Linked DNA regions of Mus musculus: region 2 is linked to region 1. The links are chromatin contacts, called in public HiChIP or PLAC-seq maps. All regions are on one chromosome and are shown on one strand. Each heading gives the region's core, a stretch centred on a gene start, on an enhancer-like site or on the middle of the called end of the contact. The rest is flanking DNA. Distances are from core to core; before and after follow the strand shown. Region 1 has its middle 13 kb from the start of Gm52879. Region 2 overlaps Tead4 (TEA domain family member 4).

The links. HiChIP or PLAC-seq counts read pairs in DNA pulled down with a chosen protein or histone mark.
Region 2: a contact with region 1 is called in an HNF4G HiChIP or PLAC-seq map of pancreatic cancer cells. The contact joins two enhancer-like sites. A contact is called at or near these places in 1 of 484 Hi-C or Micro-C datasets (palatal mesenchyme), 3 of 115 datasets of contacts at active chromatin or transcription factors (extraembryonic endoderm stem cells, pancreatic cancer cells and trophoblast stem cells) and 2 of 9 other capture datasets (adipose tissue and liver).

The regions. Positions count from the first base shown.
Region 1 is chr6:128,086,230-128,091,487 of GRCm38.p6, reverse strand. It overlaps a transcript of Tspan9 not described here. Among named protein-coding and RNA genes, the nearest start is that of Gm52879, 13 kb to the left of the region's middle. Within about 2 kb of position 2,362, at least 66 of the 459 cell types and tissues checked have an H3K27ac peak or open chromatin away from gene starts, as enhancers often do. A contact at or near this core is called in palatal mesenchyme and pancreatic cancer cells, where this site is marked.
Region 2 is chr6:128,283,010-128,288,267 of GRCm38.p6, reverse strand. The region is part of intron 1 of Tead4 (TEA domain family member 4); the gene reads left to right. Among named protein-coding and RNA genes, the nearest start is that of Tead4, 15 kb to the left of the region's middle. Within about 2 kb of position 2,332, at least 153 of the 459 cell types and tissues checked have an H3K27ac peak or open chromatin away from gene starts, as enhancers often do. A contact at or near this core is called in palatal mesenchyme and pancreatic cancer cells, where this site is marked.

The DNA.
Region 1 (5,258 bases), core at 1,113-3,612:
TGGAGGTGGCCTTTCAGCACCCTACCTGTGGCCAAACACCCTTTGTAGGGTGTTCCTGCTGTAGACTACACTCTAGCTGTGCGTTGCAGGGCTGTGTGGGGCCCAGAAGCAGAGAACTGGGCTCTGAGGAAACTGAGACTGCCCACCTCCACCTCAGCTTGGCAGCCTGTGTGGTTGGTGCCAGACATGGAGGGAGGGGTCATGCCTAGGGCAGGACTAGCCTGGGAAGAGCAGTGCTGTAAGATCAAGGACAGAGCTTTCCTGCAGCAGGGACATACAGCACTAGCAAACTCCCTGGAAGCTCAGCTTGAGTCCAGAAGTGGGCGGAGTCTGCCGATTTCATGGCCCATCTACTCCCAGCAACCCCTGGGTGTAGTCCCCCATCCCACAGCTGGTCATAGCCACGTGTAGCCTTAGATCTCTGCAGGGTAGTCCCACAGGATGCCAAGCCACACCCCATTTCAGGTTCAGTCTTCAGTGCTCTGAGTGTTGTTTCTGGGTCTGCAGTTTTTGTCTGGCGTCAGGGCTCATATGTCTTTCCTACAGTTTTGTGTCAAGGACTGGGCTGTCCTCTTGAGACCCATGGCGTGAACTGGAGTCTCAGAGAGGTCAAGGGTATTTTCAACGTTTCCAAGATAAAACGCTGAACTGGCCATTGATCCGGAGGCTGGGACATTTTTTATTCTTCCTGTAATGATCAGCTTTGCACGTGGCGGGGTTAGTGGGTGAAAGAGAAATTCTCCCAGGATGCCAGAAATGGGGACACGATCTGTCACCACCCCCACCTACTACCTCTAAGTACCCTATTAGTCTGTACCCCAAACATAGCCAGGGATGGGACCCTAGTTGTTCTATGGAGATACCAGGTGGCCCCAGCTGCCAGAGCCTTCCGCTGGTTAGTGATGCTATGTAGGCATCTGGTAGGGGATGAGAGTGTTTGGTGGTGTGCCTTGCACTTCTAACTGGCCTATCGAGCTAGTGTTGCTGCCCAGACCCTACCCATGGTAGTTGCTCTCTCTGGGACCCCATTCTAGGTGGCCTCCCCGTGTGGAAGCACTGTCCACGATGGGGGCAATGGTGGCATGACTTCATGTCAGTGCCCTCTGCTGGGTATTTTTGAGGTTCCAGGCTGGGGTGGGGGTCCTAGGTCCTTGTGTAGGCGTGCCTACTTTATCAGCGGTCCTCCATCTGTGTGACAGGCTCAGTAAGGAGGTCCTTGTACAGTCCTTTTCCCTACCAGTATACACCTTCGAATCCCAGGTTATGTCCTGACCTCCTGATGTCCTGGCTCCCAGCCCCTTCTTTTTGCTTCTCGGCTCTGCCTGCAGCCGGCTTTGTCACAGACACCTTCCACTGCCCTCCACAGGCTTTGTGCTGGTGTCTGTGTCCACCCAGGGCCTACCTGCATGTGGGGCTCAGCGGAGTACCGCCATGTGCTCCCATTTCAAAGGCTTCTGCTTCCCTCCCTCCCAGCCAGCCAGCCAGCCAGCTTGGCTGCGTTAGGCCTCCTTCCAAGCCTCCAACATCCTGCTTGGCTTGTGTCCCCCCAACTCCAGCTGCAGCTTCCCTGTTGTGCTTCTGGCAGAAGGCGTGCTGGTGTGTGTGTGTGTGTGTGTGTGTGTGTGTGTAGGGGGGGGGGTTCCTTCCCCTTGGCTTCTTTTCTCCCTATTACATCAGCTTACAGCCAAATACCCCTGGGGTCTGGTAAGGGAGGGTTTTTCATTAATTTTTTTTCCAATGGAAATAATTCCACTACTTGTCAGAGGGAGTTTTGCATGCATTTCCTTAGTGGGGTTGGCTTCCTACCCCCTTTTTTTCCCAGCCTCATAGATGTTCTTGAAGTGGGCAGCTTTCTTCCCTTAGCTGAGCTGGGCTGTGCTGGGCTGGTGAGGAGGGGAGTTTGGGTCTCTGAGCCCAACTTTAGGTATCTGGGTCCTGACTGTACTGCTCACTGGCTGTGTGACTTTCAGGATAGCGCTTGACCTCTCCAGGCCTCTCGGTCCTTCGTTTATCCTGTGTTGGTGGTGAAGGGTAGTTCTTGCTGGTTCTCTGGCTTCTGGCTTTGGTATTGTGATTGTATCGGATTGGCTCTTGTTCCAGGGTCTAGTGCTGCAAGAGGCCCCGGAGATCCACACCCTCTGTGCTCAGGAGGCGATGGAGCCTAGGGCTTGGCTAAGAGTGAGCAGGTCTCTAGCTGGTTCTTCCTGACCACGTCCGGGATCCCTGAGTGGGAAGAAGCCCTCTACCTCTGTTGTAGCCAGCAGACCTCCTCCTGGCCTCTCCCCTCTGTTCCTTCTTCTCTTTGCCTCCCTTTCTCCTACCCTGCTCCCCATGTCTCACCCTGGCTGATGGCTCTGAGTCACCAGCACCATAGGTGGGTAGGTCCTGGCCACTGCCCTGTCCTGCTCTTCTCTACTCTCACTGGACTCTCAGCTCAGCACCAAGTCTGGCTGCTGCTGACCTGAGAGGGGAGCCCCTCTAGGCCCTTAGGCCCAGAGTTAAGCCCACCCCCTCCTGCCCAGGGCCCACATCTGGCCAAGGGCTCAGTTTTCCCAGCTGTAAATTGCCTCCTGCTGCCCCCTTGGTATCTTCTCAGGTTTCAGCTTCATGGTCCTTGTTCTTTGTGTGGGGGTGGGGAGTGTCTAGGGAAGGAAGAAGGTTCAGCATGCTGTTCTCTCTGCATGTGTGAGGTTGAGGAGAGAAGCCTTGGCTCAGGTGTTGGGTGAGCTGGCATTTTTTTTTTTTTTTTTAAATCAGGTAGCAGAGCAGCAGCCTGTTTGAGTTAGATTCCATGGGCGCTCCCAAGAGGCCAGCCTTAGTGTACGGTGTCTCTATGGTGGTGGGAGTGTCTTCTGTTATCTGCAGCCTGGCTTGCAGTGACTTGGAGATGCTGGCGTTCTCCCCACCTCCGTTTTCCCCTGCTCCTTCTTGGCGTATCCCTTAATCTCATGTTTAACCACAGGGATCATCTTGACTCCCTGCGCCCTTCAGGTGGCTTTGCTCCCCCTCACAACCCATGAATCTCTGGCTCCTGCAGGTGACATGTGGGACTCAGGTCACGCCCTGTCTCTATAGATGCCAGCTGGTTGCCTGGGCCAGGCCTTTGCTGCAGATCTTGCCCTTGCATTGCTATGGCTCTTGATTCTCCCTTCAAGGGGAAAGTCTGCTTATTTGGACTACAGAAGGGTAGACATCTCAGGGCAGCCACCAGCACTGCCTGGGAGTGGATGTCACCATGGGGCCATGGTATTTCCTGGTTGGTTTTCTGGGGTGGCTCTGGATTAGCCTTGATTTTAGGTATCTGGCATCAAGGGGGGATGCTGTTGCAAGCAGAGGCCTTGTCTTGTGGAGCAGGATACAGGGCAGTGAGGGGGCTGTAACCATCGCTAGAATCAGAAGTGTGTTCATCCTAGGCTTTGGGGCTCTGGGTCAACCCAGGGAGGGAAAAGCTTGCCTTTTGCCCAGATGGGCTAAGAACGTGCTGCCCCGGCACCCCCTCCTGCCCAGGCACAGAGATAATCCCTGCATAGGCATGGCTTCTTGGGAGGCCATGCTGGACTTTAGGTCTGGTATAGGATGTTAAGGAGACCAGGGGAGTTACGCAGTGAAGGGCCTGAGTCAGTTCTGAACTATTTGCAGGTGTGTGTGTGTGTGTGTGTGTGTGTGTGTGCGCGTGCGTGCGTGCGTGCGTGTGTGTGTGTGTGTGAAGAAGGTGGGTAACTGGCTTGCAGATGAGAAGGGTATTCTGGAGCTTATGGTGTGAGATCCCATGGAGGTTTTAAGGTGGGGCGCAGGAGGACCTAGAGCAAGTCTTTATGTCAAGCTGGTGGATGGTGCTGTGAAGGTTGGGGCAGTCCAGTCGGAAGTGATGGGATGCATGGATGTGGTTAGGTCAGTGGAGGTCATAGGGGACCCAGGAACCTGTACCAGTGGCCCAAAGGGCGCCATGGGACTCAGTAGACACTTACCCAGAGGTCTTTGGAGTCCTGGCCAGAGGGATGGGCTGAAGTTTCTTTTACCCGAGATGACCCCCATTCACTTAAAACTAGCTCCCCAGTGCCCAGACCTCTCTAGCCCTCTGAACTGTGGGTGCTCACAGGGGCATCTGAATGTGAGCTGGCTCCTCCTCTGAGCACAATTTCAGTGGCTTTTCCAGCAGGTCCCCTTCACTTCCAGCATGGCAGCAGTGATGGACGCTCTGCTCACCTCTGTGCTTTGAGGATGCTGTGGGTCTTGGTGCCACTCCCTTCTCCCTGTCCCCTCTGCTACCAGGGCCTCTGAGGAAGCCTGGTGTGACCCTGTCACCCAGGGCCTGCCTTTCTGTTGCTTCTGCCGCTCCATTGACCCTGGCCCTTATTCGCTTCTGGCTTTCATGGTGGTGGTGCAGGCCAGCCCGTGTGTTTTGAGCAGAGGCAGGCCTGTGGGATTTGGCCTGGCATCTGAGTGCTTATACAGCCCAGGGCTAGTGTCTGGCTGTATCCTCTGGATCAGGTCCCTCATCTGTAGCTCCAGCCTGGCTCCACTGTGCCCTGGGGCCTCTCTTCCTTTCCTTTTTGTGGGAGCAGTGCCTCACTTGAAGCCACTGCTTTGAATAGGGAGCTGCCTAAGGCTGATACAGAGTGGGTCACCCTGCTCAGAAGGGGACCTATGACAGCCACTAGTAGAGCTCATGGCTTCTCCCCTTGCCTTCGTGGCTAGCAGGTGAATAACAGAGTTTGGTGCTCAAGGCTTTCCTGTAGGGGAGCTCCCAGGATTCCCTCTGACATACATGCCTTTGGATTGAGACAATTGCACAGAGGTGAGGCTTTCAGTCTCACTTACCAGAGCCTGAGAGCTCTCATCTGCCTGCTGTTGCTGGGTTGGTATAGCCCTGGCTGCTGGGCATGGGGTAGCCCTGGCTATAGGGCCTAGCCCTGGCTGCAGGGGCCCATTCCTGGCTGCAGGGGCCCATTCCTGGCTGCAGGAACCCATCTCTGGCTGCAGGGGCCCATCTCTGGCTGCAGGGCCCATTCCTGGCTGCAGGGGCCCATTCCTGGCTGCAGGGGCCCATTCCTGGCTGCAGGGGCCCATCTCTGGCTGCAGGGGCCCAGCCCTGGCTGCAGGGGTTCAGCCCTGGCTGCAGGGGCCCATCCCTGGCTGCAGGGGCCCAGCCCTGGCTGCAGGGGTCCATCTCTGGCTGCAGGGGCCCAGCCCTGGCTGCAGGGGTTCAGCCCTGGCTGCAGGGGCCCATCCCTGGCTGCAGGGGCCCAGCCCTGGCT
Region 2 (5,258 bases), core at 1,083-3,582, 200 kb before region 1:
CTTAGCACCCGCTGTAGAACCCACTTCAGAGGAAGAGGCTCAGGTTCCGGTGGGCATCCTCTCTGGCTGGCCAGTGTTAGGTACCTGGTCTTTCATGCATGGTGGGTCAGGCAAATCTATCTCCACCCAGAAAAAAACAAAGCTATTGCCCCAGCCTGCACCTCAGCCATTTACATGGCCTTATTTCCAAATGGAATGACCATTTGTTCTGGAATGGGAGGTGGGGTGCTTGGCAGGCCTTCAGGGGTGCTGGGGGTGTGGCTGAGACTCAGTGGGACTCAGTGGGGTGAGTTTTCTGGGTCAGGGTGGCTCCTCTGATTTGGTAACCTTGGTCCAGTGTCTCTGTCTTCTTCCCCATCTCTTGGCTCTCAGACATTTCTATGGTAAACGAGCCAAGGCTAGATGGATGCTGCCTCCTATCTTTTTTTGGAGCTGGGCCTTCGTGTGTACTGGGGGGCATGGCTCTGTCATGGTAGAGTGTTCCTTCTCCATGAAGGTCTTGAACTTAGTGAGGGACCGAGCTCCAGCTACTGGTTTGTGCTTCACCTCAGATCCTGGATGGATAAGGGTAGCCCCGAGTGCCTGGGGGAGTAACTGAGGGCTAGCCCAACCTAAGGCTGGGGAGTAAACCTTAGTGTGTGCAGCATCTGCCCCAGGGGATGCATGATGGGAGTCCGTTCTCTTCTACCATGTGGGTCCTGGAGATTGAAAGCTTGGCTGCAGGTACCTTTACCTACTGGACCATCTTTCTGGCCCTAAATAGACTTTTTTCCCCCCTTTCACTATGGAGCTGTGGTTGGCTTGGAACTTGGTCAGTAGACCAGGCTGGCTTCAAACTCACAGAGATTCAAGCTTGCAGATTGACTCTGTCTCCTGCACCAAACCCAGTAACTAGGTTTAAAAAATAACAGTTTGGGGGCCGGAGAGATGGCTCAGTGGTTAAAAGCTAAAGGCCTGCGTTGCTTTTGCAGAGGATCTTAGTTCACTTCCCAGCACCCGTGTCCCAGCTCTGTGTCCCAGCTCAGGATCTCAACTCGAGCGCTGGGGGATCTGACACCCTCTGACACGCACGTGCACGTAGCCACCAGGCACAGACATCTGTGCATACACATAATCAAAGTAACAAAGGAAACCTTAAATATGTTTCCATTTGGAGTTTATAGACAATGGAGGAGAAAGTAGAGAGGCCCCAGATTTATGCCTCTTCCCCCAGTTTTTCTGATTGCTAATATCTCAAGTCAGTGTGGTGCCCATGGGATAGCTGAGCTGGTGTTAGCAGGCAGACAGCTTGCAGAAAGGCTTACTCTGGGGCTCAGAGCCCGCATAACGGTATGTACTCACCATGGCAGTACCAGGCAGGAGAATTCCACAGCCCTAAAAGTCCTTTTCATCTTTACCCCAACTCCAGATAACCTCATGCTTCACTTTATCCCCTTGAGACAGGGTCTTCCTGAACCTGGTGATGGGGTAGTGGCTAGCAAGCCCCAGAGATCTGTCCGTCCTCCCCTCCTCTTCCCTCCTGCCCTGGGAGGTGCAGGTCTGTGAAATCTCAACTCAAGCATTTGCCCAGCAAGTATTGTCACCCACAGAGCCGTGTCTCTGATCTGAGCTGGCGGGCGTCCTTCTCCCACCTCTCTTAGGCTGAGCTTGAAACTACAGTCTCTCAAGACTCTTATCTTCCTCAGTTTCTCTGGGTTTGTGAGCCCCCCGTGTTTTGTCGTTTCTAGGATGGTTGAGAAGGCAGAGACTCATCTTTTCAGACTCTTCCCCCATGGCTTGATAGCAAGTGCCTTTTTTCATATCTGAATACTATTCCACAGTCTTGACCTTTTCTTTTTGGAGTTCAAAGAGGCCCAGTGTAAGCTTTCTAGAGGTTCCAGCAGTCTATGGCAAACTTGAGTCTAATTCTCCCCCGCCCCCCCCCCTCCAGCCCGTTTCCAGGGGTGTAAAAGCGTGTTTCCTCATGGCCTTGTTGCCCACTGTGAGGCCCCAGACTGAGGGTGGAGGGGTGTGGAAGCCAGTTGCTGTGACCCACTTCCTGGAGGTATTAGGGACAGGTCGGCAGACACCCACAGCTCAGCTGTTTGGAAAGGCTAGCTTGGGTCTGGCTCCGAAGTTTCCGAAGAACAGAGGCTGGGGTGCTGATATGAGTAGGGTGTCCTCCGCAGCCACGCTCAGGCTGAGCTTGAGCCCTGTGGTCTCTTAAGACTCTTATCTCCCTCCATTTCTCTGGGTCTGGGAGCTTCCCTTCCCACCTCTCCCACGTGAGGCTCCGCCCGGGTTTCCTTTCCCCAAGTGCTTCCCCGCCCACTTACGGCTCTGCCTTTCATTCCTCCTGATTCACACACAGCCTCCCCCTCCTCCGCCCCTCCCTGCAACGCTGCTGTAACTCCAAGGCAGTACCCTGGTACTCACGGCCAGGCTCTGATGGATTCACATTGTTTATGTATTGGTTTGTTGGTTTTAGAGACCTGGGGTTCATCTGGAGCCTTGCCTGAGTAGCTCAGAACTACCTACCAACAGGCCAGGACACCCGAACCCTCACCACTAGCGGCATGGTTATATTTTGGATGAGTTTACAGATTGGTCTTGAATTTGGGGCTCTCTTCCTGCCTCAGTCCCCAGAATTCTGGGATTACAGGCATTAATTCACCATACCTGGCTACAATTTTTGTTGCTAAGGTTCAAACTCTGTCTGGCTCATTGCATGCAAGTGGACACTCAAGGAGCTGAGCAGCCACATAGCTGATAAGAGCTAAGTTGGAACTCTGGAAGCGTCTTTTAAGTAAACTAGATTCTAATCGAAATCAGAATGAAGGCCCAGTTAGTGGTGATTGTAGGCACTGGGACACCTAGGTTTGGCTTGATCCCATCTGTGCATTGCTGGGATGGAGACAGGAGATCTGTGAAAGGCAGGTGCTAGTTCACTGAGCCAAACCCTTCCCAAGTCATAGCACACACACACACACACACACACACACACACACACAGAGGCACACACATAGATTCACACACAGAGAGACACAGAGAGAGAGACACACACAGAGACACACAGACACACACATAGAGACACACACACGTACAGACACATACACCCTCACAGACACACCCAGACACACACCCTCCACAGACACACACAGACAAATACAGACACACCACACCCCCACCAAACACCCCTACAGACACCTACATACACACACACAGACACACAGACACCCCCTCCCACAGATACACACACACAGACACTCCCCCAGATACACACAAATACACACACACACACCATACACATGCATACACACACACATACACACACCACACACACACACACACACACACACACACACACACACACACACACACACAGTAGAAGGCCTCTTTCCCATCTCCAGCAAGCCGGCCTCATCTTTAGAAAGTCACTCTGGGGTCAGTTTTTCTGGCTGAGTAAGTGGGCCTGTGCCCAGGGCCGGCCCCTTCGCTTGTTTTCTTTCCCCTGCTCGTTCTCCTTCCTCTATTCTCCAGGAACCATCCACCCACCGCTGACAGGAAACTTTCTTGTTTGGTCAACTTCATTTCCAACTACAAACAAGCCACCTTTCTTTGTCATCTGTACTTTGGGGTCCCCTGAAGTGCCTTCTCCGTCACATCGTTTTTTCTTCCTGACTCTTTTTTTTTTCCCCTCCTTTTTTCTCAGGGTCTTACTATGTAGCCCTGGCTGACTTTGAATCTGCTATGTAGATCAGGCTGGTCTTGAACTCACTGGTATCCTGCCTTTGCCTCTTGGAATTAAAGGTGTGTCATCTTTCCTGGCTTTTTAATGACTTTTAAATGCCAAGGAACAGAGATAAGGTGGTAGTTGTCTGTAACCCAGCACCTGAGGCAAAAGCACCATAGGTCCAAGGACTCTGTGTGTGTGTGTGTGTGTGTGTGTGTCTGTGTGTGTCTGTGTCTGTGTGTGTGTGTCTGTGTGTCTGTAGAGCAAGCCCACACCTCAAACCCAACAGATAAACAGTTCTTATGGTAAAATACTACAGGCCAGGCCTGGTGGTGCAGATTTGCAATCCAGAGGCTGAGGCAGGAGGATTACAAATTCAGGGCCTGTCTGGGCTTTACAATATATTTGAGGGCAGCAAGAGCCCATCTCACAAGGTAAGAAGAGGATTGGTAATGAGCTTAATGTAGAACGCTGGCCCAGCATGTGTGTGAGGCTCTGTCTTCAATCCCTAGGACCTCAAGTAGTCAATCAAATATACACATGGAAAAATACCCTCGTAGCGTGTTTTGGTTTTTCTTCCCTTCCTTCTGCCTCCCCCTCCCCTCTCTCCTTTTTTGATAAGTTGAAATTAGCCGGGCAGTGAATGTACACTGTAGCTGTCTTCAGACACTCCAGAAGAGGGAGTCAGATCTCATTATGGATGGTTGTGAGCCACCATGTGTTTGCTGGGATTTGAACTCAGGACCTAGGGAAGAGCAGTCAGTGTTCTTAACCACTGAGCTATCACTCCAGTCCATGTTGTATAATCTAAGATAGACTATAGCTTGCAACATAGCTCAGGCTGGCCAAGAACTCTTCAGGACTGGCTGCCTTGGTTTATTTTGGGGGGCCCGGTTTGAGAGAGAATCTCACTACATAGACAAAGGTGCCTTGAACTCACTGAGCTCTGCCTCCTGAGTGCTGGGTTAAAGGTGTGTGGGATCACAGGTGTGCACTACCACTTGACTCTACGTGGGGGTAGCTCCGGCTGAGTTTCACAGGCTGGCCCGCAACTTGCAATCCCCTTGCTTCAGTCCCCCGAACACTGGGCTTGCGAACATGTGCTACTATGCCCAGCTTTTCATCGTAATACGTAATTTTTAGTTTATGTGTATTTTGCCTGCATGTATGTCTGTGCACCATGTGTGTGCAGTGCCTCCTGGATGCTGGAAGATGTCAGATGCTCTGGAGCTGGTGTTAGAGATGGCTGTGCACCGCCATGTGGATGCTGGGAACCAAACCTGGGTCCTCTGCAAGAGTAGCAGCCGCTCTTGACCACTGAGCCACTACTTCAGCTCCTCTGCAAGGCTGACTCCTTTACATCTGCAGTTTTGTGCTTAAACACCTATCACTATCACCGTCACCCGTTCCCTTAACGTTTTATCCTTGCCTACAGAATCTCTACTGAAAAAGAAAAGTTTTTCTCTCTCCTCCCAGCTTCTGGTAACTACTATTCTCCTTTCTAGCTCTGAATTTGACTGTTGTAAGTACTTCTTGTAAAAGTGGC